5 separate regions of the Mus musculus genome follow, and all the other regions are linked to region 1. Evidence: chromatin contacts called from public Hi-C, HiCAR-type, Micro-C and promoter capture Hi-C data. All regions are on one chromosome and are shown on one strand. The core of a region is the stretch at or near the end of the contact, and the rest is flanking DNA. Distances in the headings are between cores, read along the strand shown.

The links. Promoter capture Hi-C pulls out the DNA fragments that hold promoters and counts their contacts. A called contact is a pair of places that touch in the nucleus more often than the background predicts. HiCAR-type assays count read pairs that join an accessible place to other places.
Region 2: a Hi-C map of embryonic stem cells shows a contact between it and region 1, with 3 times the contacts expected there. The contact joins the promoter of Lef1 here to the promoter of Dkk2 in region 1. A contact is called at or near these places in 2 of 39 promoter capture datasets (hippocampal neurons and liver) and 1 of 484 Hi-C or Micro-C datasets (embryonic stem cells).
Region 3: a contact with region 1 is called in a Micro-C map of embryonic stem cells, with 4 times the contacts expected there. The contact joins the promoter of Sgms2 here to the promoter of Dkk2 in region 1. A contact is called at or near these places in 2 of 484 Hi-C or Micro-C datasets (embryonic stem cells and nephron progenitors) and 1 of 115 datasets of contacts at active chromatin or transcription factors (pancreatic cancer cells).
Region 4: a contact with region 1 is called in a promoter capture Hi-C map of stem cell-derived epiblast-like cells, with 7 times the contacts expected there. The contact joins the promoter of Gimd1 here to the promoter of Dkk2 in region 1. A contact is called at or near these places in 12 of 39 promoter capture datasets (the 3T3-L1 cell line, cranial neural crest, embryonic stem cells and 7 more), 1 of 484 Hi-C or Micro-C datasets (cerebral cortex) and 1 of 115 datasets of contacts at active chromatin or transcription factors (craniofacial prominence).
Region 5: a contact with region 1 is called in a HiCAR-type map of astrocytes, with 2.4 times the contacts expected there. The contact joins the promoter of Papss1 here to the promoter of Dkk2 in region 1. A contact is called at or near these places in 7 of 39 promoter capture datasets (the 3T3-L1 cell line, cranial neural crest, frontonasal cranial neural crest and 3 more) and 3 of 115 datasets of contacts at active chromatin or transcription factors (the NIH/3T3 cell line, astrocytes and bone marrow-derived macrophages).

Annotation. Positions count from the first base shown.
Region 1 is chr3:132,082,306-132,087,159 of GRCm38.p6, forward strand. Dkk2 (dickkopf WNT signaling pathway inhibitor 2) reads left to right here and starts at 2,987. Exons shown (of 4, transcript NM_020265.4): 1 at 2,987-3,949. The coding sequence starts at 3,728. Gm22421 (a small nuclear RNA gene) reads right to left here and starts at 87; the gene lies at 1-87.
Region 2 is chr3:131,108,306-131,113,159 of GRCm38.p6, forward strand. It overlaps Lef1 (lymphoid enhancer binding factor 1), which reads left to right and starts at 1,992. Exons shown (of 12, transcript NM_010703.4): 1 at 1,992-3,373. The coding sequence starts at 3,167.
Region 3 is chr3:131,487,537-131,492,390 of GRCm38.p6, forward strand. Sgms2 (sphingomyelin synthase 2) reads right to left here and starts at 2,694. Exons shown (of 6, transcript NM_001379585.1): 1 at 2,554-2,694. Gm36753 (a long non-coding RNA gene) reads left to right here and starts at 2,980. Exons shown (of 5, transcript XR_003954556.1): 1 at 2,980-3,510; 2 at 4,029-4,854.
Region 4 is chr3:132,627,467-132,632,320 of GRCm38.p6, forward strand. Gimd1 (GIMAP family P-loop NTPase domain containing 1) reads left to right here and starts at 2,380. Exons shown (of 3, transcript NM_001372140.1): 1 at 2,380-2,442.
Region 5 is chr3:131,561,858-131,566,711 of GRCm38.p6, forward strand. It overlaps Papss1 (3'-phosphoadenosine 5'-phosphosulfate synthase 1), which reads left to right and starts at 2,911. Exons shown (of 12, transcript NM_011863.2): 1 at 2,911-3,126. The coding sequence starts at 3,067.

The sequences.
Region 1 (4,854 bases), core at 1,737-4,236:
GAATTTGTGTGTCATCCTTGCGCAGGTACCATGCTAATCTTCTCTGTATCGTTCCAATTTTAGTATATGTACTGCCGAAGCGATCACAAGGATATTTTTAAAAGAAAAATTTATGTGAATATTTTTCTTTTGAGGCAGAGTCTCACTGTATATCCTTGGCAGGCCTGGAACTCACAACGATCACCTACCTCTGTTTCCTGAGTGCTTGTGCCACCATGCCTAGTGTGAACTTGAATGCCTAGTGTAAACTATATGTTTAATTTATTCATAGAGTTTGTACAGTTCTGTGTTGGCTTCAAAAAGGATTCCTTATTATGGCCCTCATGGATTTGTACAGGAAGTACATTGTGATTGAAATTAATTTTCTGATCATATTGCATTTTCTTTTGCTATAAAATACTTGTCAGGGGTGGGTCAGCTATTAAAGACCCTTTTGTGTAAGTCTGATGACCAAAGTCCAAATCACTGTAGACTGAGTCAACTCCATAACCCCTCTGACCTCTGCATGGGCCATACCAGACACACACCTCTCATACATGCACTAATAAGAAATCAAAGTTGCAAAAATGGTAAGATATTCTTTAAAATATCCCAATTAGCACATTTCTAACTTAATTTCCTGAATTTTTGTAATGTTTCTGATTGATAAATCAAGTCTAAACAAAAGCAAAAAGACACTATCTGTAAAGACAAAGAACTTATTCACAATATACAGAACACTTTCCTCCTCCTCCCCACCCCCCCTGTGTTCCATTAGAACCTTCTTATCCTTAAACCATACAAATTTGTTCTTGAGTTGACAAGGCACACACACCTTTTGTTGCCTAAAATTATATGTCCATGTATGTTATTTATCATTGTAAAGACATTTGCCACGAGATCTTCCCCTTTAGGCAATGTTGGATGTTTATTTCATTATCATTTGCTCTAGACACGATGTGATTTAGCAAATGTCTAGGGTTTATTTATCATGATGTATGGTGACTTTGTGTCTATTGCTACAGTAATGTCCTACTCTTCCTTCCACCCAGCCCTTGATAACTGCCATCCTCATTATCTTAGATTTGTAGAACTGGCACATGTCACAGGAGTCTGTTCTTCAAGAGTCACCCATGTTATTCTTATGCATTTAAAAAGTGAAACAAGAGTGATGGCAGTTGTTTGGAATTTCAGCACTGAAGCACTGAGGAGGAGGAGGAGGAGGAGGAGATAGAAGAGGCAAGGGGGGGGAAAGGGGTGGAGACAGGAGGATTACTAGCTTGGAGCCTAAGTTTGGGCAATGTAACTAGTATATGTCCTCAAGAATAAATCAAAAAGTAAATCAATCGATCAATCAATCAATCAATCAATAATCAATCAGCACATTTGTTTTACTTTAAGGCAATAGGCCAATCTGGAGAAAACGTGTTTTTATTTTCTAGTTGGTTGTGTATTTAAAAAAAAAAAAAAACCTCAAGGCATTGTGTGCATTGTGTATATGAAAATTTCTGGACAGGCTGACTCACAGGTCAGGAAAGTGAATAACCGACTCTGCCCAGGACCTCCCAGCTCTTGATGCACACCTTAAGTCTTGGCGTGCTTGGTGGAAAATATTAACGTCCTTACCCTTACCCCCTTCCCCTTAGCGTTAAATTAGAGTCCTGGACAGGTTGGTATATGCCAGAATTAGGTGTGAAAGAGGAGACCTAAACCTCAAAATTCTAGAGTGTGCTACTGGAGTCAGTTCATCACAGCGGACGACCTCTGTCTGACTCCATTTTGGCTCAAGGACACTGCTAGGGATTGCATGACTGAACTGCTAAAGACACAAGCAGCAACCTTTGCTCCTGGTCTCCTGGGTGACCAAACCTCTCCTAACCCAGAGCTTGCTGGCAAAGCTTGTCTCCTGCAGTGTTTGTGCTCCTGGCTGATTGCTGCTACTGGCGCCCCCAAGTGCTGCAAGCCAGTCAGCGCGTCAGAGTGGTTCGCTCGGTGGCCCTCTGCCTCTGTGGAACAGTGCAGAGAACTCCGAGCCTCAAAGACTGACTTGAAAGGCTAGCCAAGGCCTCCGGGCGGGGGAGGGGTGGGAGTGGGGGTGGGGGAACGAGCGGGGCAGCGCTCAAGAGGCAGGACCAGAAGTTTCTGGCCCACTTCACCACCCACCCGGTTCCCCATCAGGCTTTTTATTCTTGCCTGGGATTTCCTCTTTGCAGAGGACGCGTTGGCACCCTAAAAGTGCCTCATCAAGCCTTGAGGTAGCACAAGTCGGGTCATTATCCCCTTCCTCACTCCTTGTTTGGATTAAAGTGTAATGTGTATATCGGGTTGGGCGAGGGATGAGGAAAACAGAAAGATTCAAGCACTTCAACGGGGGAAGAATGGTCCCTTATTCCCCCTCCTCTTTCTTTGGTCTTTTCGCCCCTCTTCCTTTAGTCCTCTTGCCTCCCCCTTTGTTCATCTCCCCCCCCCTATTCGAAGCGGAACCCCATAAAGCACCTACAGCCAGACAGTCTCACACAGCACATTAACCGAGAGGCTCAGGCTAAAATCTAACTGGGCTGTACACAGTCCACCAAGTTAACTTGCAGATGTTCTCCAGAGCTTTTCCAGCGCTCCTAGCTGGAGGCTGAAGCTGGGTGGGAGAAGTAAGAAGCCATGGTTAGTGGCAGTCACCACAAATAGGGACAACTTTTCCTCTTCATTTCTGCCTGTTTCCAAACTCCCATTCACTCTCGGAGCTGTGATCGTCCAGGAAGAGCTTTCCCGTGTTCTTCTGGAGGTGAACCCCAAGTTTTTAGTTGTAGAGTGAAGGAGGGATGGGAGGGTAGGAAAGGTGAGAGGCAGGAGAGACAGCCTCAGAAAGAGCGCCTGCTGGGGGAAGGGGAGGCAAGCGGGAGCGTGGGGTGGGGGAGAGAAACGTTTTCACTCTTTGTCACTCTTGAATTGGGGGCGGAGGAAAACCCACTGAGGAAAGCTATAAAAAGCTAAGAGGGCGGGGGAGAGCAGCAAGAGAGCACTGGCCCTCCGCGCAGCGCATCACTGCTTCGCTGGCAGGGCTTAGTGGCCCCGTGTGAACCAAGGGACAACTCCTAACCGCACCAGTGGGAGTGCGCTTGCTGGGACCTCCGCTCGCCTCAGCTCTCCAGAGTCCGGTGGAGGGGTTGGGGGAGACTCTGATCACCAGTCACAAACCCCGCGGACCTGGAAAAGAGGGACTTGAGTGGTGCAAAGGTTGAGAGCTAAAGCACAGGAGAGGACAGAGGAGCAGAGGAGCCGGGGGAAACAAGAGAAAAGAAAGGAAGAAAAAGAAAAAGAAGCAGCAGCTGGGGAGAACCCTGTGCGCGGTTAAGGGAGGATTCCATCACCGCGGAAAATCGTGCAAAAGCGCAAAGGTGCTGAACACCAAACGAAGCCGGCAGGGCGATCTGCAGGGCTGGGTCTAACAGCACCTTGGGTCACGCCTCCTTGGCGAGAAGGCGTCTGGCCTTTGATTGCTTCCAGGGACTGCAGAACTTCCTGCCCGTCAGAGGAGCGGGTCTCGCTGGGGTCGCGTTTGCTCCAGGCTTGAGGCTTGAGACTAAGTTCTTAAGAGTCCCGAGTGTCTGATCCAGGAAGGGTTGGGGGAACTGTGTCTGTGAGGAGCCCACGCGCCCCACGTGAGGGGTTGAGTGTCGGCGGGCGTCCTCACTCCCCTGGCATTCCCATCTTTTCAGGGCTCCACCCAACTCCGGGAACCCCTTACCCGGAGATGGCCGCGCTGATGCGGGTCAAGGATTCATCCCGCTGCCTTCTCCTACTGGCCGCGGTGCTGATGGTGGAGAGCTCACAGCTAGGCAGCTCGCGGGCCAAACTCAACTCCATCAAGTCCTCTCTAGGAGGGGAGACTCCTGCTCAGTCAGCCAACCGATCTGCAGGCATGAACCAAGGACTGGCTTTCGGCGGCAGTAAGAAGGGCAAAAGCCTGGGGCAGGTAGGAAACCCCCCCAAACACACTCTTCAGCCAGGAGAGGTAGGGATCAGAGCTTTTGCATCTGCAGCTTGCCTTTGAGCCCTGCAAAAGTCAAAGCCTTGCCCAAGCCAGGTGTGGCGCTTCTGGCTATTTGGGAGGGGGTTGCTGAAGCTGGGTCTGCAGGGGTACCAGGACTTGGGTGTTTTGCTGGTCGCTGGGATGCTGGGTTACAGCGGGAGGTTTAGAGTTCTGTCTCATCTTTGTGTTGAGACATGAGTACTTTTAAAGATCTAGTGCGTTTCTTTGGCAAAGGGGCCAGAATGGTCCTTCCATCCAACAGGAGGCTGCAATGGATGTGAACAGGAGCTGACATAGCAAATGGGATGTGCTAGCCTTGATTCTAAGTGTTCACTTATTTAATCTTCACAACTCTGGAAGATAGGACCTGTTGACTTCAAATGAAAAGTTTGTGTATGCTCCAAACTCATAACTGGTATAAGTGACAGCGCGGGATGTCACAGTGCAGTGAAAATTTGGATCTCAGGCACCCAAAACATTTTACAATGGCGAGAAGGGGATTTGCTCTCTTTTGCACTTTCTCTGCCAAACTCTCAGCACTGGCAGGCAAGATCCGCAGTAGACTTGCATTTCTCACTCAAATAGAACTGCGAATAAATCAATTGGCAGGAAGAAAATAATGAGGTGACAATGACAGTTTCTTAAGTGCCTGCAAAGCAGCAGGGATACCAAAGCCGATTTTGAGAGAGGGTATTTCCCACGTGCGTCTTGATGTCGGTCACATAGGCAGATAGGTGGACGGTCCTTTACAAAGGGTTACACAGACACCCAGAGCGGACTGAAGCAAAGCGCGCGCGCGCACTGGGTACCAAGTGTGGTCCATGCGCGGTGGCCAGAAGAGGGGGCTC
Region 2 (4,854 bases), core at 742-3,241, 970 kb before region 1:
GATGTAGACTCGTCATTTAATCTCCTCTTGGCTTTCAAAAAATACCCTCTGGCTATTCTTCTTGCCCCCTCCCCCCTTCTGGGTTTGATGAAAAGGACCGGTCTACTCCGACTTCTTTGATGAAGCTGCATCTTCCAAGGGTTCTTGTGCTCAGTCAAATTGGCTCACTCAGAGGAGGAATTCTGACTTTGTTAAATTTATGTTAGCAGGAGCTGTAAACGTCTGAAACTATGTCCCTTTGCTCTTCACCCTATCACACTGGAGGCTGCATAGATTCACTCTAAAAATGGATTTATTCCCAACCTTCCTTTTATTCTCCCTGGTACCCTGAAGGAAAAATGCCATTTTTGGCTTTTGTAAGGTATAGTCTTGACAATTATTTAATTTTTAAAGAAAAGTTTTTGTTATTCTGACTTCTTTCACCAGCCCCTTGTTGTACCTAAATCTATCAGATTACATATGACCAACCACGTCCTATGCAGCAAACCAAACTATACATATATTTCAAACATATATATATATATATATATATATATATATATATATATATATCCACCTCCTAGCCAGCTCCCAAACTGGTAGTTATCAGTAAGCAAAGTTTTAAATGCTGACTTAAAGAACTGTTAAAGTCTACAATGCCCAATAGCCCACACTTTCACCTTTAAAAGAGAGCTCTTGTCCTAAGCGTTCTTATGTAATGAAACCAACACACGATTCGTTGGAGTCTTATTTTCCATTTAAGTAAGATGGAGATACAATTCTTCCTGTTTACTGCTCCCAGGTTCTACAGATGGCTGCCTCACTGGTCTAATGATTTTGCCTGAATATTTGACTTGAGGGGAGGGGTTGAGAGCTAAAAGACAATGTGTTTCCAAACTTAAGCCCCACTTACACAGTGACTTTCACAAAGCGTCGCCCTTAAAAGTCCTGTCCAAAATGCACCAAGGAGACAGTGGGAACCGGAGAATTTTTGAGGTTTGATTCGTATTTACATCCATCCTTTAAAGGTCCCTTTCAGCGGAGTCTCCAGGATGTCAGCAACTGCCCAGTGCTGCCTGCCTCTCCTAGGTTGTTCTTCTCCCTCCTTTTGGGATGTATTTTCCTTTTTCTACGAGGTCTCTACACGCTGAGTCGAGAATCTCCAAAAACCCACGTTCATTCGGTGATAAAGGCACAATGAATGTGATAGCGTAGAAGCGATATTTAAGGCTCAGTCTTCATCCACACCCTTCTTACTGATCCTTCCCCCCTGGTAAGCCTGGAGATTTTATTTTCGCTAGGGTGGTGTGCCCTTGTCTCCGAAGTGTGTGTGATTCACGGTTAGTAGAGTCACAACTCTTCTGTTTGCCTTTGCTGAATCTCTTCTCTCTGGTTAGGTGAGCAATGTGTTACATTTTCTCCTTTTCCTTCCCCTAGTCCCTAATTCTCGCCTTATTCCCTCTGTCAGAGCATCTATCAATGTGGTGTCGACCACAGCGCCAGCGGCTTTCTCTTTCATCTTCCTCCCCTTGCCTGAGTGAGGGGGCTAGAGTGGGCGGCGGGAAGGAGGTTGAAGAAAGACTGGCAAAGGACTAGAAGTGAGGCGCCGGGGGCGGGGTGGGGTGGGGTCGGCAAGAGAAGAAGAGATGCTCAGATGATGAAGTTAAGCCATTCCCGTAGTTTCTCGTCAATTTTCACGTGGGCCACACTGTTCTTTGGGGTTGGGTTACACACAGCACCCAGTCTATCTTCAGGTTGTATGGTGTCGTCCCCCCCCCCCCAGGCATGAACAGGCGGGCGCAAACACATACGCACCCCCACGGCGCCCCCCCCCCCCAAGTATGACTCGTCCTTTGGGTGCTAGGAAATGAACTAGGGCTGGGGGGGGGGGGAGAGAACCTGGATCTCCTCCTCCTCCTAACAGACTCCCTCCTCCCCACCCCTCCAGCAGGCAGCCAAGGAGAGCAGGAGGCGGGGGAGGGGCGGGGGAGGAGAAGCGACGCAAGTGAATAGCTTTGCAGCGCCGGCTAGGCGCGGCGAGGAGAAGCGGTGGGAAGGCGCAACCGCTCACCTGCGGGGCAGCGCGCACCGGAGGGACCGGGCTGCGCTTTCGTGGGCCCTGGCATTCGGACATTCCCGGAGCCTTGCAAGCGGCTACGCTCCGGGTGTTCCCCGGCCGGTCTGCCCGGAGGAGCCGAGGGGCCACCGGCAGCTCTTTGCTTTGACCGAGGGGAGGCGGGGAGAGAGGCGAGCCAGGCAGAAACTCGAGCCGGGAACAAAGAGGGATCGGGCTCGAGTGTGTGTGTGTGTGTGTGTGTGTGTGTGTGTGTGTAAGTGTGTGTATCGGCCCGAGCTGCGGGCTGGAACATTTGGGCCCGAAGCTCCTGCTGTGACTCCCCAAGACTCCGCCGTGCCAGCCACCGCCGATTCCCAGCGCTCATCATCACAAACTTTATTCTTGGCAAACTTCTCTTTTTCTCCCCTCCTCCTCCGCCCCTCCCCCTCCAGCAGATTAAATGCTCCTCCAGAAGGAAAACCGAAGCGAAAGGGAAGGAAAGAAGCTCTAACGCGGACGTCTGCAGCCCGGTGGCTCTTTATTGTTTACTCTGAAGGAAGTGGACTTTTCGGTATTTTCTGATTCTTCTCGTACCTCCGCTGGGGCAAAGGGAGCCTCTTGGCCCAGCTCTCCTCTTCTCAAAAACAAAACAAAACAAAACCCCAAATCACCGAAATCAGCATCCGAGGAATCCGTGGAGAGGTTTTGCACGGTGACGCACCACGGGACCCTCGTTTGCACTTTGGCAAGTCGTGTCCCCTCCGGAACCGGTGTCCTCGAAGCACAGACCCCAGCAACGAGTGCGGCGTGGGGTGGCCACCCAGCCCTGGCAGCCTAGCCTAGTGCACGCGGAGCGGCGTAGACGCTCTCAGAGGCGCCGGCGGCTGCCGCCCTCGCAGTCTGGTGCCCTTCGCCCCAGGGCCGGGCGCCGGCGTCCTTCTAAGTGGGAAAGCGCGGCAATCGCAGAGGCTCCTGCAGCTGCTCCAGCCGTGGGCCCCTCGCTTGCCCACCCGGCTTCCATTCACAGTCCTCCCGCACTCAGTCTTCCAACTCCCCCACCTCACATCGACCCTCCCTTCTTGCTGTCTCGGAGTGCTCCCGCAGCGGAGCGGAGATTACACAGCCGCCGGGATGCCCCAACTTTCCGGAGGAGGCGGCGGGGGGGACCCGGAACTCTGCGCCACCGATGAGATGATCCCCTTCAAGGACGAAGGCGATCCCCAGAAGGAGAAGATCTTCGCCGAGATCAGTCATCCCGAAGAGGAGGGCGACTTAGCCGACATCAAGTCATCTTTGGTTAACGAGTCCGAAATCATCCCAGCCAGCAACGGGCATGAGGTGAGTGGGCAGCTGTCCGGAGAGGCGTGGCGGGTCCCGGGGAAGCGGAGGGGAAGCAAGCAGGGTGCGCGACCACGGTGGCCATTGAGCCCTGGTCCCTCGCGGGCTGGGTGGGGAATAACGGCCCCTAGTCCATGGTGCGCACGTGTGTGAGCAGCGGGCAGGGAAATTTATCCCAAGTGTTTCTATGGCTAAACGGTGGCAAATGGGCAGGAAACGCTGGCCTATACCGGACCGGTTTCGTCCTCCGACGTTTCGGTGGCTCTGAGGGACGCGGTGCATTAAAACAGGGATGTCTAAACACAACTGTGAAGTCTATCATGGGGTGGAAAACAAAGTGCATCCGCTAGCTCTCTCGGTACAGTGCACAGAAGTGCGTTAAACCACCGAGGGCTCCAAGGAGCGAAGCCCCAGGCGGGAGGAAGGAGAGGCGGGCGTGGGCCTCGCAGAAGGGGCCGTCCCAACCGCCGTGGAGCCGGGGCGCGCGCCCTAACTGCGGGGGCGTTGCGGGGCCGGGTCCCCACAGCAGGAGAGGCTGCTGCCGGGAGCCGTGGGCGAGCCGATCCGAGCCAGCCAACGGCACCGATACCGCAGTCCTTCCGCCCGCAACCCCGGCGTTTAAAGTGGAAAGAAAAGCGTTTATTTGGGGTTAGGCTGGGTTGGGATCAGGCCCTGGATCTCTGCAGAAGAAAGGCGAGCCCTCGGCGGAAGCCGGGCGGCGGCTAGGGAGGAGGGACGCGCTTTATCAGATCTCCGGGCCAGCTGAAGGCGACGGCGCTGGTAACCCGAGTAGAGTAAATAGAGACACGTGGGTGCCGGCGCGAGGGAGCGGGGAGCCCGGCCGCGCGCGAGCATCGGATGGGCGTAGATCCCCACAGCCCACACCTTAGCGGCCACTCTGTCTCAGCAGCTGAGGAAACCTCACGGGGGCATCCAGTAGAAAAGTTCTGATACCCAAATGATGTGCCCAACGTTTTTTCCTTCCAGAGAAACTTGGAGAGTATAGCCTTTTCCTTAAATGGCAACTTTCTGCCCCCACCCCCAACCCAAAGAAAGGGTGGTTTCGGGGGCGGGGACATTTTGGGTTTAAAGAGTGCTTTTAAGAACACCTCAGAGTTACCTTCTCTGTCCCGATGGCAGGGGTGAGTACGCATCTGGGAAGGCTGGGGGGCTGATTCCAAAATATAAGGACCCTCTCTAGTCCCAAAGTCCTACCCCCCCCCAAAAAAAAATAGAGGAAGGGGGCGAGAATGCATTAAAAGTCAGGTAAAAAGGGTCTCCGGACGAGGGATTGAAATACCATCTAAACTCTGGTGGTTTTTTATTTTTGTTTGTTTCATTCTTGACCAGACTGTAGAGTAGCCTCTTTCTTTCTACTGGAGTAGTTTACACATTTCAATCCACCTCACATTTCTACGGTTTTGTAGTCTGAGGAGAAAAGCCATGCTTAGGAGACTGTCAACTACCGGGGTTGGGTGTTT
Region 3 (4,854 bases), core at 1,444-3,943, 600 kb before region 1:
AATCCTGATAGAGCTCCACCTTAGCTCTTTGTTAATAGGAAATAAATCTTTGTTGAGGTAAACACACCGTTCATATCTCATTTCAATGAATCTTTTTTACATTATTTAAACTAGTCAAGAGTCTTTACTAGGTAAAGCAAGATGTCCTCCTAGCCTCACAGGAACGTAGGAGCTCCAACGGAAGAACCATCGGACAGACAGCCACTAATCGGACAGACGGCCACTAGAGAGGTAGCCCAGTCATGGCTTGCCTCCTCACGGGTCCCAGCCCTCTTGCTCTTGGACCCCATAATACTTGGATTTACTTCTACTGGACTGTAAGTCACAAGGGCAGCGACAGCATCTCCTTTACCTCAGCATTGTTATACAATAGTGGCTTAATAAATGTTCAGCAAATATGTGAGTTGAACGACTACCTGATACTCATAGTTCATGACTTGATTCCACCAGAAGATAAAGGAAAGCTATGCTATCTTTAGTCTAGAATTCTTAGGAATTGTTGGTGGCGGGGGGCGGGGGCCAGGAAGCAGGGCATGGTAGTGCATATCTGCAGTCCCAGCATTGGGGAAACTGAGGCAGGAGGATCTCAAGTTCAAGTAGCCCTACACAGGAAGATTGACCTTCCTGGCTCTCTCTTCCCTCCCTCTCTTTTCCTCAAAATATAGCCTCAACATATCACTTTTTAAAAAAAGGCCATAATCTGTATTTCATTGTTTTAGCAAACAAAAGATAACTTCTCTTTCTCTGTATATTTTGTTTAAAGTTGCACGGACGCCGGGTGTGGTGGCGCACGCCTTTAATCCCAGCACTCGGGAAGCAGAGGCAGGTGGATTTCTGAGTTTGAGGCCAGCCTGGTCTACAAAGTGAGTTCCAGGACAGCCAGGGCTACACAGAGAAGCACTGTCTCGAAAAACAAAACAAAACAAAACAACAACAAAAAAATTGCACGGACAGGAGAGCTAACGCAGGACTTGGTTATTACCTTGGGTCCCCTACATCCCCACAGCCACTGCCTGCTCTCCACACTACCACCGCTGTAGATATGAGACCACGTGCTTCTGGTCCTTCCTAATACCTCCTAGGACTTTCACCAAGCTCTGGGAAAAAGAAACTCGGGGTGAACAACCTAGAGGTGTTGCTGAGTTTTTCTAAAGGTTCAGAAGTCAACCAGTTTGACTTACAAATGAAACGAACAGTAAATTAAATATTAACTTGCTTTTAAAAAACAACTCCTTTACTTAGGAGATCGCTATGAAACACGACTCTATCAGTGGACCAAGGAATATGGTCTATAAAAACAAAAACAAAAATGAACTTTGCTTGCTTCTAGGAAAGGAGAGGAGAGGAGAGGAGAGGAGAGGAGAGGAGAGGAGAGGAGAGGAGAGGAGAGGAGAGGAGAGGAGAGGAGAGGAAGAAATGGTAAAGAGTTCGCTACAAATACCTTCTGCAGAGTCCAGGCCTCTCATTCTCTGTGTGTCCAGCTGCTTTGATGTCTCTTAAACATTTAGTAGCTCCCAGGACAGAGGGTGGGGACAAAACCTTCTTAGGTATCCACCTGCAACGTTTAACTTCCTGGAAACCTCCCTTCCCACTCTAAGGGAGTAGACAACAATATTTCACGTGCTAACCTGGGCCCGCCAGATCTGTCAGAAGGAAGCTGGCATTTACCTAAGCCAACTGGAACTTGCTATTATTTACAGGTCAAGAGTTAAAATTTATTGAAGTTTGCTTTGATGAAAGAGGTTTACGTTCAGACTTTTGTACTTTCCAGCCTTAATTACTAACCTCATTAATCCTTACTTAATCGTTGCTATTGTCTAAGGTAGTCCTAATGCCATTTTTACCTGTTCGGGATGGTTAACATAACCGAGGTGAAACCAAAGAACTGAACAGTTAAAGGATTCAAAGTTCACGCGAACACACTGACAAAAAGAGTTGAGCCTCTTCAGTATTTCAAACACATGTCAAAATAATTTAAGGTCATTTTAGAAATAAGCAAGTCTTGGAAATAGAGGAACGGCGGATTAATAAAAGATTACAGGATATAGCATTTGAACTATTTGCTTCTGAGACAGAACGATCACCGGACCCACAGATTGTGACGGGGTAAGGTCCACTCCCACCTCTCTGTGCTGACAAATCGAATCTCCCTTCCTTAAGGGGCGCGGGTCTGAACGCCAAAGGTCCTGTTGGGCAGCCTGGAGCTGGTCTTGTGCACAGCTTGTCAGCGTGTGGCAGCCTCTCCTCCACCACTCGAACTTCAACCCTGACCCCCCAGAGCGGCACTGCACAATCTACGGTTTAACCTGTGCCATTTCAACACCATCACCAAGTATCCGAAAATGGGTCGCAAATGAATGAGCAGCAGGCTGGGAGGAGAGACAGCCACCAGCTGACCCCCAGCAGATGAAAACTGAGCAAGGATGCCCGGGGCGGGGCGGCCTGTGGGGAGGCGGTGGCGACCAGAGCCACGTCCCCCACTGGAGCCACGTCCCCGCGCGCTCCGCAGGACGCGCAGCCCGCAGCCCATCCTCCTCCCGGCCCGGCGCTCACCGCTCGCAGCCGGTGCTCGCACGCCGGGGGCGCTCGCTGGGCGCAGAGGACCCGGGGGACCGGGCCCGAGAGCTGCAAACTTTGCGCGGGTCTCGCCCGCATAGGTAGCCGCTCCGCCCCAGGCCGCAGTCCGGGCGCCGCAGCGGGCCGGGCTCCGGGCGGCTCCGGCGGCGCCGAGGGCGGGGTCTCCGGCCGGCGGAGCCCGGGGCAGCGCGCAGCTCTGTTTACCGCGGGCCCGCCCTCCTCCCCAGCCCGCGCCCTGACATCATTCATTCTCGCACTCTCGCCAGCCCTCTCCTGCTCCCAGCCGTGACTCACCCCGGGCCCGAGGCTCCCGCGGGCTCCCGCGACTCCCGGCGACCGAGTCTCTCCGGACGCCTAGCCGAGCTCGAAAAACCGGTGCGACTTCTTCGGGGAGGCGATCCCAGCTGGCCGACCGACCCTCCCTCCCCTCTGCGGCCCTACAAGATGCGGCGAAGGAGGGGCTTGGCAGGCAGCACGAGGTGGCTCCCGGCCGCAGGCTGAGCGCAGAGCCGGGCAGACCTCCCTGAACGCGGGCGGGGATCAATCTGGGAAAGTTCTCTAGGTGCCGCTCCCAGCAACTTTCAGGGGTGGGGCAGGGAAGGGATAAGCCACCTCCGCACCTCCTCGGGTTTCGGAAACTGCTTCCTAATAACGACGTGTGCGGGCCAGGGGCACCCGCTGACTCAAGGGGTGGTGCCCCGCCTAGGTCGAGGGGGTAGGTTTCCAAACATCACAAGACCGCTTGGCGAGGTTAGTCACCACGGGCCTGGTGGCACCTCTAGGTGAGCTGGAAGGGTGCTTGTTCCCGGTTAGTGAGACTAATGATGCTACCCACCTTGTCATTTGCTCCGTTAGGTGAATTGCGTCCTGGCAAGGATGAGAAACCGGAACCAGAATGACTCTGAAAGAGTGACTCTCCACTTAAATGAACCTGTGCGTTTCTGTTGCCTTGGGGCACAAGTGTCCATATGTGTGTGTGCCCCCCAACCCCCATCCCCGGCCCCGGCTGATCTTACCAATTAGGTTGCAGGAAGGGTTGCTTCTGTCTAAAAATGGCCAAGGATCAGCATTTCTTTGGAGTCGTTTCCACACCTTGTAGCAGTTTTCAGTCAACCACGGTCGTTTTGGAGGGTGTCACTAGGCATCCAGGCAGCTGGCTAAACCTCCAATGAGTTTAATTGATAGAAATGCTTTTTATTGCATTGCCTACTTCCCTTCTGGTTTTAAGTTTGAACGTGTAGGATTGTACAGACTGTCCTATGGGAGTTAACATAATCCACAAAAACAACAATAAGCATTTCTGGTGTTTTGTGTGGGTATCATTTGTGTCAATAATCATTAAACCCAATGGCAGCAAAATAGAACTTTGGAGGGGAGGTGCCAAGGTGGCAGGTCACAGATGATGTCACAATCCAGAAGTTTAAGTTAACCTCTCCTGCAATTAACCACAGGTTAGACTTCATTGTGGGGAGCGCACTTGTTTTCAAGTTACAGAAAGGTAGGAACCCAGAAAAGAGCATCAACAAATAAATTTGTTTTCCTTGGGTTTATTTTTCCTTTGCAATGAGGAGTTCCTTTTTACTTTTACAAAACCTAGGCATTTTGCCCAGAAGGCAATAGAAATGGATTGGCTTGCTAGCATGCTGACCAAGTAAATAGAAATTTGAACTAACATTTTTTCCCCCCCAGACAACCACAGATGTAATTCAGAAGTTTAGTGTCTTGATCCGTGGGTGCAGAGAGGGTCAAGATTCTATGTAGGTGAATCTGGGTGAACAACCCACCTACCTCCTACTTCATAATTCAAATATTTTTACATTATGGAGATATATACCTAATATAAGTATACCTATATACTTAAACCTAAGTAAAGACCTGAGGAAAACGACGCTGTAGGATTTTTGAACTGTGTACATGGGTGAAGTTTTAAGAGCCCCAAAGCCCTCAGCCCTGGGTGTACCGTTGCAGGATATGATTGCTATAGATTCTACATAGACCTCTGTGCCGAAAACTGTTAAATGGAGAACTAGGAACATGTGGTCCTTTGTGCTTCAGTTGCCTATTCTGTCATGCCATTTACAGAAAAATAAAACTGGGAGTGCTGAAACACTCCCATAATTCTCGCTTTTGGGAGCCAGAGTCAGGAGCATCGGGAGTTCAAGACTGCTCTCCTCCATATAGGGACCTCAGGTCAATCTGAGCTACATAAGACCCTGCCTGACTCCAAAACTCTCAAACAAACAAAAGACAAACAGGTAAGAGCGAGTTTCTGAAGGA
Region 4 (4,854 bases), core at 1,130-3,629, 540 kb after region 1:
TAACAGAATTCATTTGATAAAGATGTGGGATTTTATTGAATATATAGACAAGTTATAAGCTTTGTTCAGATGTGCATATACACAGGAGCACACAGAAATATATGCATATGTGTAAATATTGACTATATTCCTAACACTGCCACCTTTTCCTAACACAATTTCTCATGTTGTGGTGACCTCAAACCATAAATTTACTTTTGTTGCTACTTTATAACTGTAATTTTGCTGCTATTACAAATTGCACATAAATATCTGTGTTTTCTGATGGTCTTAGGTGACCCTTGGGAAAAGGCCATTCAACTCCCCTAAGGAGTTGAGACCCACAGGTTGAGAACTGTTGCTATATACTATATACACGTTTGAAATCAAATCCTCAGCAGCTAGGGTTTTGTCATCTGAAAATATATGATTTCATGGATGATGGAAGGTCTAATATCCTCTGGATGGTTCCTACAAGTTCCTGGGAACTAGCATTCTTACAGCACAGACCTCCTGTTTGTGACTTACTTGTCCTTACATGTCCTCTGATTTGTGTGGTCCTTATCCTGAGCTAATATACATACAGAGCTGAACCCTTTCTTTAATTTCTACCAAGTAAAATGAAATAAAAACCAAAACTAAGATGAAAATGGAAAGCCATCACAGAAGGAAACTATGAACACAAGTAGTTTTGCATCCCATAGATGCAGAGGACTAAAAGTGGCACATTAGCCCTTTTGACTCTGAAGTTGTCCCTGAGTTCTTTCCATCTTCCAATTTAGGAGATTCTCCCAGGTTGTAATGCTGAAATCCCTATCCCAGGCCACAGGCCCTTCTTCTCCTGGTGTTAATCTCTTTGCTTGGCTCTCCCCTCTCTGCCAATTCCAGCAGACTGGAATTCCTTTTTGTGGTTTTATCTAATTTTTTCAGGATCCGCTTTAATTTTTTTTAAAACTTGAAGTAGCTAATTTCTGCTTTCTAACACACATACTGAAACCATCTAATTAAGGATGAAGCCTTTTTAGTCCTGTGACAGCATAGTTAGTAATGTCAGTGGAAAAGTACTTTTTTAAGTTGTTCTTTTACCTTGATTTATCAAAGCAAACACCAAGAGAAATGCTAATATTGTTACATAATTTGTTTAATATTTGTCATTTTCCTCCTATAAATCTATAAAATAGTCTCAAATCTAATATAGCATTAGATAATGTGGCTAAACATCTGCATATCCAGTGTCATTTATAACTATGCTTGTGAACGGTCGACTTCCTTTTATAAACATCAAATTTCCTTTTATAACCCTTCCTTTTGTATTCAGCAAATGACCTAAATGCTCATCTCAAAAATGAGAGGTTGAAAAATTAGGGTCTGCGTGTGCTGGCTGCATTCCATAAAGGAACGCAGAAACCAAGGCCTGCTAGCTCCCACTCTTAAAAAAAAAAAATTCACCCTACAACGAATACATTTTGTTGCAGATTGCTGTATGTCAGTTTACACTTGGAGGCGGCAACTTAAATTCTGGTTGAAAATTCCTTCTGAGGGAACACGTTGCTACCGCCACCTGGGGGAGGCTCTTTTCTACTTCATTCCAGAGAACTAGTGCTCATGAAGGATAGATCCTTTTCGCATCTGCCTCGTCAGACCCACACAAGAAGGGGGACTACCAGCTGTCTCCAGATTGCCTTCTCAGAAGTACTACTCAGTAGACTTCTTGAGAGCTGTAAGAAAGGACCAGAATGTAGCTACAAAGACATCCTGTATCTCATGCGTGATGTGAATGAGTTTGGGGAGGTGTGGACTATCAAATAACCAGAGGAGGAAGACAAATCAGAGATTTTAAATATCAAAACAAAACTAGTTTTAAAGAAAAACAACTTGCAGCTCCTTGTGTGCCTTACATACGTCATCAGTAGGTGTTTATGAGTTTGCATGTCCCCGACCGAGCACACAAGAGATTTTAACAGCTTAAGGTGATATGTTTCAAGTATATGCAAATAACCTAGGGAATTTTTCTAGAACAATTTGAATTTGTGAATTTACTACTGTTACATAGTCTGTAAATTATTATACACACGCATATATTCACTGGCAGTTTTCATGAAGTGATGCAGGGTTTATCCATTAAAATGGAAAAGTCTAAACTGTCACTAAGAATGTTTCGTACTTTGGCTTGGGTACCTTGTTACTTAATAGAAACACACTCGGAACTTAATTCTGGAAATATAGGTTTCAGGAAGTATTGATTTAAAGGATAGTCCTGTGAGATAACATATGTAGGCTCTGATTAGAAGACAGCTAATCACTTACAAAGAGGATGTCTGGTGACAGATTAACTAAACAAAACGATGCAGTACCAGTCCCCGGCTAGTACCACACAGTCAGGAGACCAAAGTCCATTTCAAAGAATAAACTGTACTGGTTCCAAGGAAACCTGTAAAGAATACATTTCTAGCATCAAAAGAGGTAAGTGGATTTAAAATGTATCATATATGTGATTGGAACTAAACAGAAATGAACGGCCACTTGATGCCATGGCACAATCGAATGAGCTGTATGAACGGCTACCTACGTATTGTTCAACTGTGTGGCTTCTGGAAGGTGCTTGCGATAAGACCTGGAAATCCTGGGGTGAGAAACCTTAGAGAACAAGAGAAACCTGGATTACTTAACACCATGTAACAGAATTATAAATCACAAGCAAAATAACAGCTATTACCAATTAAAGTGTTACTGAGGTCACGTGCCAGTTTGCCAGTCGCTTTGCTTACAAATCAATGAAAATGGTGAGTGAGCACGGGAGAGCTTTCCGTCTTCTGATATTTTCTTCACTCTCCTTCTTCAAAGTCTTGAAATTTTTATCGTGCATGTCTTCCTCTTGCTTGGTTAGTTACCCCCAATATAGTTTATTCTTTTTGTGGATATTGTGAAGCGTGCTGTTTCTCTAATTTCTTTCTCAGCCTCTTTGCCATTCGTATACAGGAAGGCTATTGACTTTTTTTTTAATTAATCTTGTGTCCATCCACTTCACTGAAGGTGTTTATCAGCTGTAGGACTTCTCTGTTAGAATTTTTGGGGTTGTTTATGTATAGTGTCTATCATCTGCAAATAGTGATACTTAGATTTCTTCCTTTCCAATTTGTATCCCCTTGATCTCCTTTTGTTGTCTTATTGCTCTAACTGGAACTTCAAGTACTATATGGAATAGATAGAAAAGAGTGGCCAGCCTTGTCTTGTCCCTGCTTTTAATGGAATTGTTTTAAGTTTCTCTCCATTTAGTTTGATGTTGGCTATCGGCTTGCTATATTTGCTTGATTATGTTTAGGTTCGTGCCCTATATCCCTGATTTCTCTAATAACTTTAACTTGAAGGGGCATTGGATTTTGTCAAAGGCTGTTTCAGGATCTAATGAGATGATCATGTGACTTTTCTCTTTCAGTTTGTTTATATGGTTTACACTGTTTTTATATATTGTTTATATGTTTACACTGACAGATTTTTATATATTAAATCAGTCCAGCATTTCTGGCATGAAGCCTACTTGATCATGGTGATGACTTTTTGATGTGTTCTTGGATTTGGTTTGCAAGTATTTTGCAGAGTATTTTTGTATGAATGTTCATGGGGGAATTGGTCTGAAGTTTTCTTTGTTGAATCTTTGTGAGGGTTAGGTATCAGGATGACTGTGGCCTCACAGAATGAGTTTGGCTTGGCTATGTTCCTTCTGTTCTATTTTGTTGAACTGTTTAAGGAGTATTGGTATAAGCTCTTCTTTGAAAGTCTAGTACAATTCAGTGCTTAAACCCATCTGGCCCTAGGTTTTTATTGGCCGAGAGAATCTTAATGTCTGCTTTGTGATATTAATTGAGACAAATGCCCATTTTCTTTAGATTTTCCAACTTTGTGGAATGCAGACTTTGGAAGTATGACCTAAAGATTCTTTCAGTTGCCTTGGTTTCTATTGTTATGTTCCCCATTTCATTTCTGATTTTGTTAATTTGGATATTCTCTCTGCATCTTTTAGTAAGTTTGGATAAATGTTTGTCTATTTTTTTAATGCTCAAGAAGAACTAACTCTTTGTTTCATTGAATCTTTGTATTGTTTTCTTTGTTTCTATCTTTTTGATGTCAGCCCTCAGTTTGATTATTTCCTGTCATCTATTCCTATTGGGCATGTCTGCTTCTTTTTGTCCTAGAGCTTTCAGGTGTGCTGTTCAGGTGCTAACATGAGATCTCTCCAATTTCTTTAGGAATGCACATAGTGCTTTGAACATTCCCCTTATCAACACTTTCATTGTGTCTGCTAAGTTTGGCTATGTTATGCATTCATTTTCATTGAGTTCTACAATGTCATTAATTTCTTTCTTTGTTTCTGCCTTGATCCCATAGTCATTCAGTAGTGAGTTGTTCGGTTTATATGAATCTACAGGTTTTCTGTTATTTCTGTTCTTGTTAATATTCAGCTTTAATTTGTGGTAGTCTGATAGGATACAGGAGGTTATTTCAATTTTTTGTGTCTGTTGAGACTTGCCTTGTGACTGGGTATGTGGTCTTTTGAGAATGTTCTATAAGATGCTGAGAAGATGGTATATTCTGTTTTGGGGTTGAAATGTTCTGTAGATATCTGTTAGGTCAGTTTGATTCATAACATCTATTAATTCCATTATTTCTTTGTTTAATTTTTATCTGAATGACCTATCCATTGGTGAGAGTGGAGTATAAAAGTCTGTCACTATAAATGTGTGAAATTCAGTGTGTGATTTAAGCTTTAGTGATGTTTACAAATATGAATTCCCTTGCCTTAGGGGCATAAATTTTAAAAATTGAAATATCACCTTGGTGGATTTTCCATCTGATGTATATGAAGTATCTTTCTCT
Region 5 (4,854 bases), core at 1,661-4,160, 520 kb before region 1:
TTCTCTTTAGGCAAGGAGAACTGATTTTGGTCCCCTTGCAGAACCAGAATTGAGATAATGATCACCTAAGCCACACTCTTTTCCCTGCCTCCAACTTAAAGCTGTACTTAACCTCTACTTAAAGGTAAAATTGCATATCACTACCAAAAGATAAACCTTGGGGGTTACCATAACGATTTATATATTCCCCTCCCCCGACATGCCACACTGACTTAATCTCCATTGCTTTTTCGGCATTACTTAAATTGGTGTATTGTGGCAGGTGATTCCCTGCTGGGCCTATAGGAACCAATGACTTTCTGTAAAACTCCAGTAACAATGGGAAGGTAAACTAAGTCCTAGCCCCAGCCTATTAGCTGTCCCGACCATTGTCCAGGGAGGCGGAGCCAGGGCAGAGATCAACTTTATCTGAACTAAAGAGATGGAACTGTAAGACAGAACAGCAGAGATGGAGGGAGAGAGACTTGAAAAGTGAGCTCCAGAGATCACAAAGTCCACCTGAGCAAGAGCAAGGGGAAGGAGCCAAATCCAGTCAGAGAAATGCCACTTATAAATGTGAAATGCCACTTACAAATGTCCAAGGACAAATGACCCAGAAAGAATCTGTACTCTCACCAGTCCAAGTGAGAAAAACCTTGGCATCGTTGACATATTCACAGGGGGTGCTGAGTAACTGGGAAGAAGTACGGTCAGGATAATTTATAAGTACAAAGAAAAACTTCCTCTCAGGTGTCTCTGGTTAAGAGGGAAACTATAGCAAAACCTATCTTGGAAGAGGTTTCTGTAACATGGATTTGAGATGACATCAGAAAGCAGGACTCAACAGTGTTCAAACTACTGCCCAGGACACGAGCTTGCATCACAAAGATTTGACAGTTAAATTATGCTCAGTGGCTCGACTTAGGTATCAGGAATTCATCTGGCTCTTGCTTTTTGGACACCTGGACGGTGCACTATCATACTGTTGGAAAAGCACTACTGCTACACAGCAAAGTAAAAAGTTGGTTCAACAGCACCTCTCAAGGATTTGTTCTTAAAATACGTTTATAAGCACCGGAACTTAAATACACTCGGTTGTCCCTTTTATTTTGTAGCTGTCCCTTTAGTCTTCTCATTGTGGCCTTTTTGATGGGCGAACGCTTCAACAGAGTTTAGCTGTAAGGACCAATTTAGTCAATTAGGACTCCCATGGCTCCAGCTGTATCTATGCACTATTTCCCTTGAGCAGGAATGGGGGCTCTCTGAGAAATGGCTGGTTCTGGGTGGCACCCGCCCCCACCACCTTAGTCTGAAACTTAGAATCTTTTAAAAGAAAACAATTATTTTTTTAGGTGCATACAAAAGAATAGGTTTCTTTATGACATTTTCATAAATATATGTGATTGGCCTTTGTCCACATTTTCTTGTTTATCATTGTCCTTATTTTTAGTCTTTTAGTCTCATTCTTGTGACTGCTATAAGCAGAATTTAGAATTGTATTGAAATTCAGTCCTATATACTATTAGATTAAGAATCCCCTAGATAGAGCTAAAGGATGGAACACGCCTTGAATCCCAGCACTCAGGAGTGAGAGGCAGGTGGATCTCCGAGTTTGAGGTCAGCCTGGTTTACAGAGTGAATTTCAGGACAGCCAGGGCTATAAAGAGACATCCTGACTCAAGAACACAAAAACAAACAAACCAGAAAGAAAGAAAGAAAGGAAGAAAGGAAGAAAGAAAGAAAGACAAAACAAGCAAGCAATAAAGACATTTTATATATATGGTGGAGGAATAAGATCTGATTTGCATGTTAGAAGTACCTGTCTGACACTATTGAGAACAGAGAGGTTGGCAGAGGAGTGATACTTGTTGTGTGCGTCTCTCTGTGTGCGTGGTGTGTATGTGTGTGTGTGTGTGGTGTGTGGCGCGTGTATCTGTGCAATGACGACTCCTGTTAGACGTGGAGGAGGGAGATTAATTTGAGACTTTGTCAGTGGAGCAAATAGGAACTGACTTGCTAGCAATAGGCTATGCAAGTAAGCCTCAAGTGTTGATTGATATGTGTGTGTGTGTGTGTGTGTGTGTGTGTGTGTGTGTGTGATCACTGGTCGTCATCAGTAGCGGAGTAAGCAGCTAAATTTTGTGAGACTGTGGATGTTTGCAGTTATGGTTATGGTGAGCTTAAAGTTATGGGGATGAGTGCGAAGGGTTATAACTCCTGGAGAAGGCCTCCCCCTCCCAGCCCCATTCTTTTACGAACTGATCATGGACTATATGTGGTTGGAAATGCCCTTTATAGGTGAGCATTCCGCCTTGCGTACCAGGGAACCTGGATTTTAGTCCTCTATGAGTAGCAAGTACTAGAGAAGCCCCTTTGTGGCTAGTCAGCGGCAACAAACACTGCATAGAAATTTCCTGATAGAAAGCGGCTCTCCAAGTGGGAAAGGCGTCACCTTACAAATACTTTCTAATCCTTGATGAGATACAGTTGATGTCAAAAAAACATTGTGCACTGAGTAGGATTGCAAAGCGGTGAGCAACATGTAATGGTGAATTCACTTAAGTAATCCTACTTTTTGCAGGGCTGGGAAACATTTTTTCAAAGTCGGCCTAGTTGACAAGCGCACACATCGAGCCTGTGCAGTGTTTGCGGAAGAAAAGCTAGAGAGCAGCAGGAGCCCACGTCAGCTTCTTCCCCTACCAGCCTCAGCTCTAGGGAGCGTCTCCCACGCCCAGCTCTGCAGGCGTCGCTCCGCCTCGCTCACTGCGCATGCTCAGCATCTGAAGGCTCTCTTCAACAAACCCTCAGACCACGCCCCTCGTCCTGGGTCAAGGCGGAGCTTCAAGCGCCCCTCCTGGTGATTGGATGTTGAGGTCTCGACCCCGCGCCTCCGCTTCGCCCCGCCCTCCACGCTGCTCGGATGCCTAGCTCCAGCCGAGGCGATCACTAGCTGGAGCGCACGTCAGCGCGCGCCTGAGCCCGGGGTGCAGGCCCCGCCCCTTCTCCCTGCTCCGCCCCGCCCCTCGGCCTCTCTCCCACTGCTCGGCCCCGGGGCTCTCAGCAGCAGTGCATCCGCGCTCCGCGGCCATGGAGATTCCTGGGAGTCTGTGCAAGAAAGTCAAGCTGAGCAATAACGCGCAGAACTGGGTGAGTGGTGGCCGCAGGCCGGAGCGCGGGGAGCGTGGGTGGCTGTGGGAACCGCGGGCTGCCCGTGCATCCTGCGGGAGCCGGGGGCGGGGACCCGGGCGGCGGCGGCCGGTGAAGGCGAGTCCAGGCCCGGAGCTGTCCCCTAGGCTGGCGAGGCGGAGGGCTGCGGCGGAGGCAGACGGAGGCGCCTCTGCACGTTCCGGGTGTGCTTGGCCCAGGTTTGGGTCGGTCTCCGAGTCTTTACGTTTCTGAGTTGCAGTGTACTGAGAGAATAACAATGTGGTCATTCATGGATCGGGACTGCAGGACTGAGGTTCTTTGTGTCTCTGTTTTAAATTGGAATGTCGGACACAGACATACTTTTAAAGACTCGATTTCTGGTGACAGTTAGGTGTGGGAAGATTAATAGTTTCTAACATTGAACAGCGAGTGCCAGTTGGCTTCATTGGCCAAGTGCTATGGCTTCAGAGGGTCGTTTACTTCTGTAGTTTATTCATTGGTGGTGGCAGCTAAGATGGTAAGCGCGAAGCTGGAGACCATCCAACTTTGGAGGCTGCAAAGGCCCTGCTTCAGCGTTAGATGGATTTTTTTTTTCTTTTATTCCGCAGGTAACAGGATCATGAAGTTTAATTTAATCTTGTAAATCATCACCTGCCCTTGGTGAGTCAGGAGAAAGTTAAAAAAAAAAACGCTGTTTCAGGCTAGTGTTCTTTTGAAGTCATTGATTTGCCACGTCTGCTGTCAGATTCAAGAATTCTCACTGTCTTCTTTCATCCTTTACCTTAACTTCTTAGAAGGTGAGAGGGATGTGAGATAAAAGGGAGATTAGGAGGTTGGAAGGGACAGACTCCTGGCGTGGGCTCCAGTCCCCCGCCTTGCTGTTTGTAAGTTGGGTGATCTTGAGGACAGTCACTCCACTCTGAATCTCAGGTGACTGGAGGGTGTAACAGTGTGTCCTTCTCAGGATTGTCTTTCTGAGTAGAGAAGATAACGAAGGTGAAAGAGCAACGAAACCATTGCTCTGAAACTCCGATTCAGCATCACTATTGTTGCTAACAGGATTTTACGGATAGGGAGGTAAGTTGACTAAATTGGAGTATTTCAAAGAAGTTTCAGTAATACTGTCTGTCTATAAGTCATTTATTTAAAGATCATTTTGTTATTTTTTGAGTCTGAGTGTTTTCCCTGTGTGTATGTGTATGCACCAGGTGCGCGCCTGATGTTCCAGAAGGGTGTGTAGGATCCCCTTCGGGCTGCAGTTACAGGTAGTTGTGAGCCACCATTGTGTGTGTTCTGGGGATCCTCTGTAAGAGCGAGTGCTGTCAACTGCTGAGCCAACTCTTCTGCTGCCCTAATTCATTTATGTATTACATTATTTGCTAATGTAGAGATCCATATTTGACAGCTATAAAAAACCATGGGGCTCAGGGCTTGCTTTGCAGTTGCCCATGGCAACTGATTGTTAAGGGCATATGTTTTTATGGGCCACAGTGAGTGGCCTAAGATAGGAGTTTTATTGCAGTTTAGAGGCAAGGTTAGTTTGGCCCCAGGGGTTTTTATGAGTTTATGGAGAACCTCATATTTCTGAGGTGGGTGGAGCCATTACATCCCTGAGCGGAGACATGTTTGACTACTGAAGGTAGTTTTTGTTGGGGAGCAGAGATAAAGATGGGGTGGAGCAGGGTTGTGTAATGTAAATGTTTGGCTAAAGAGTTAGGGTGATTTTTC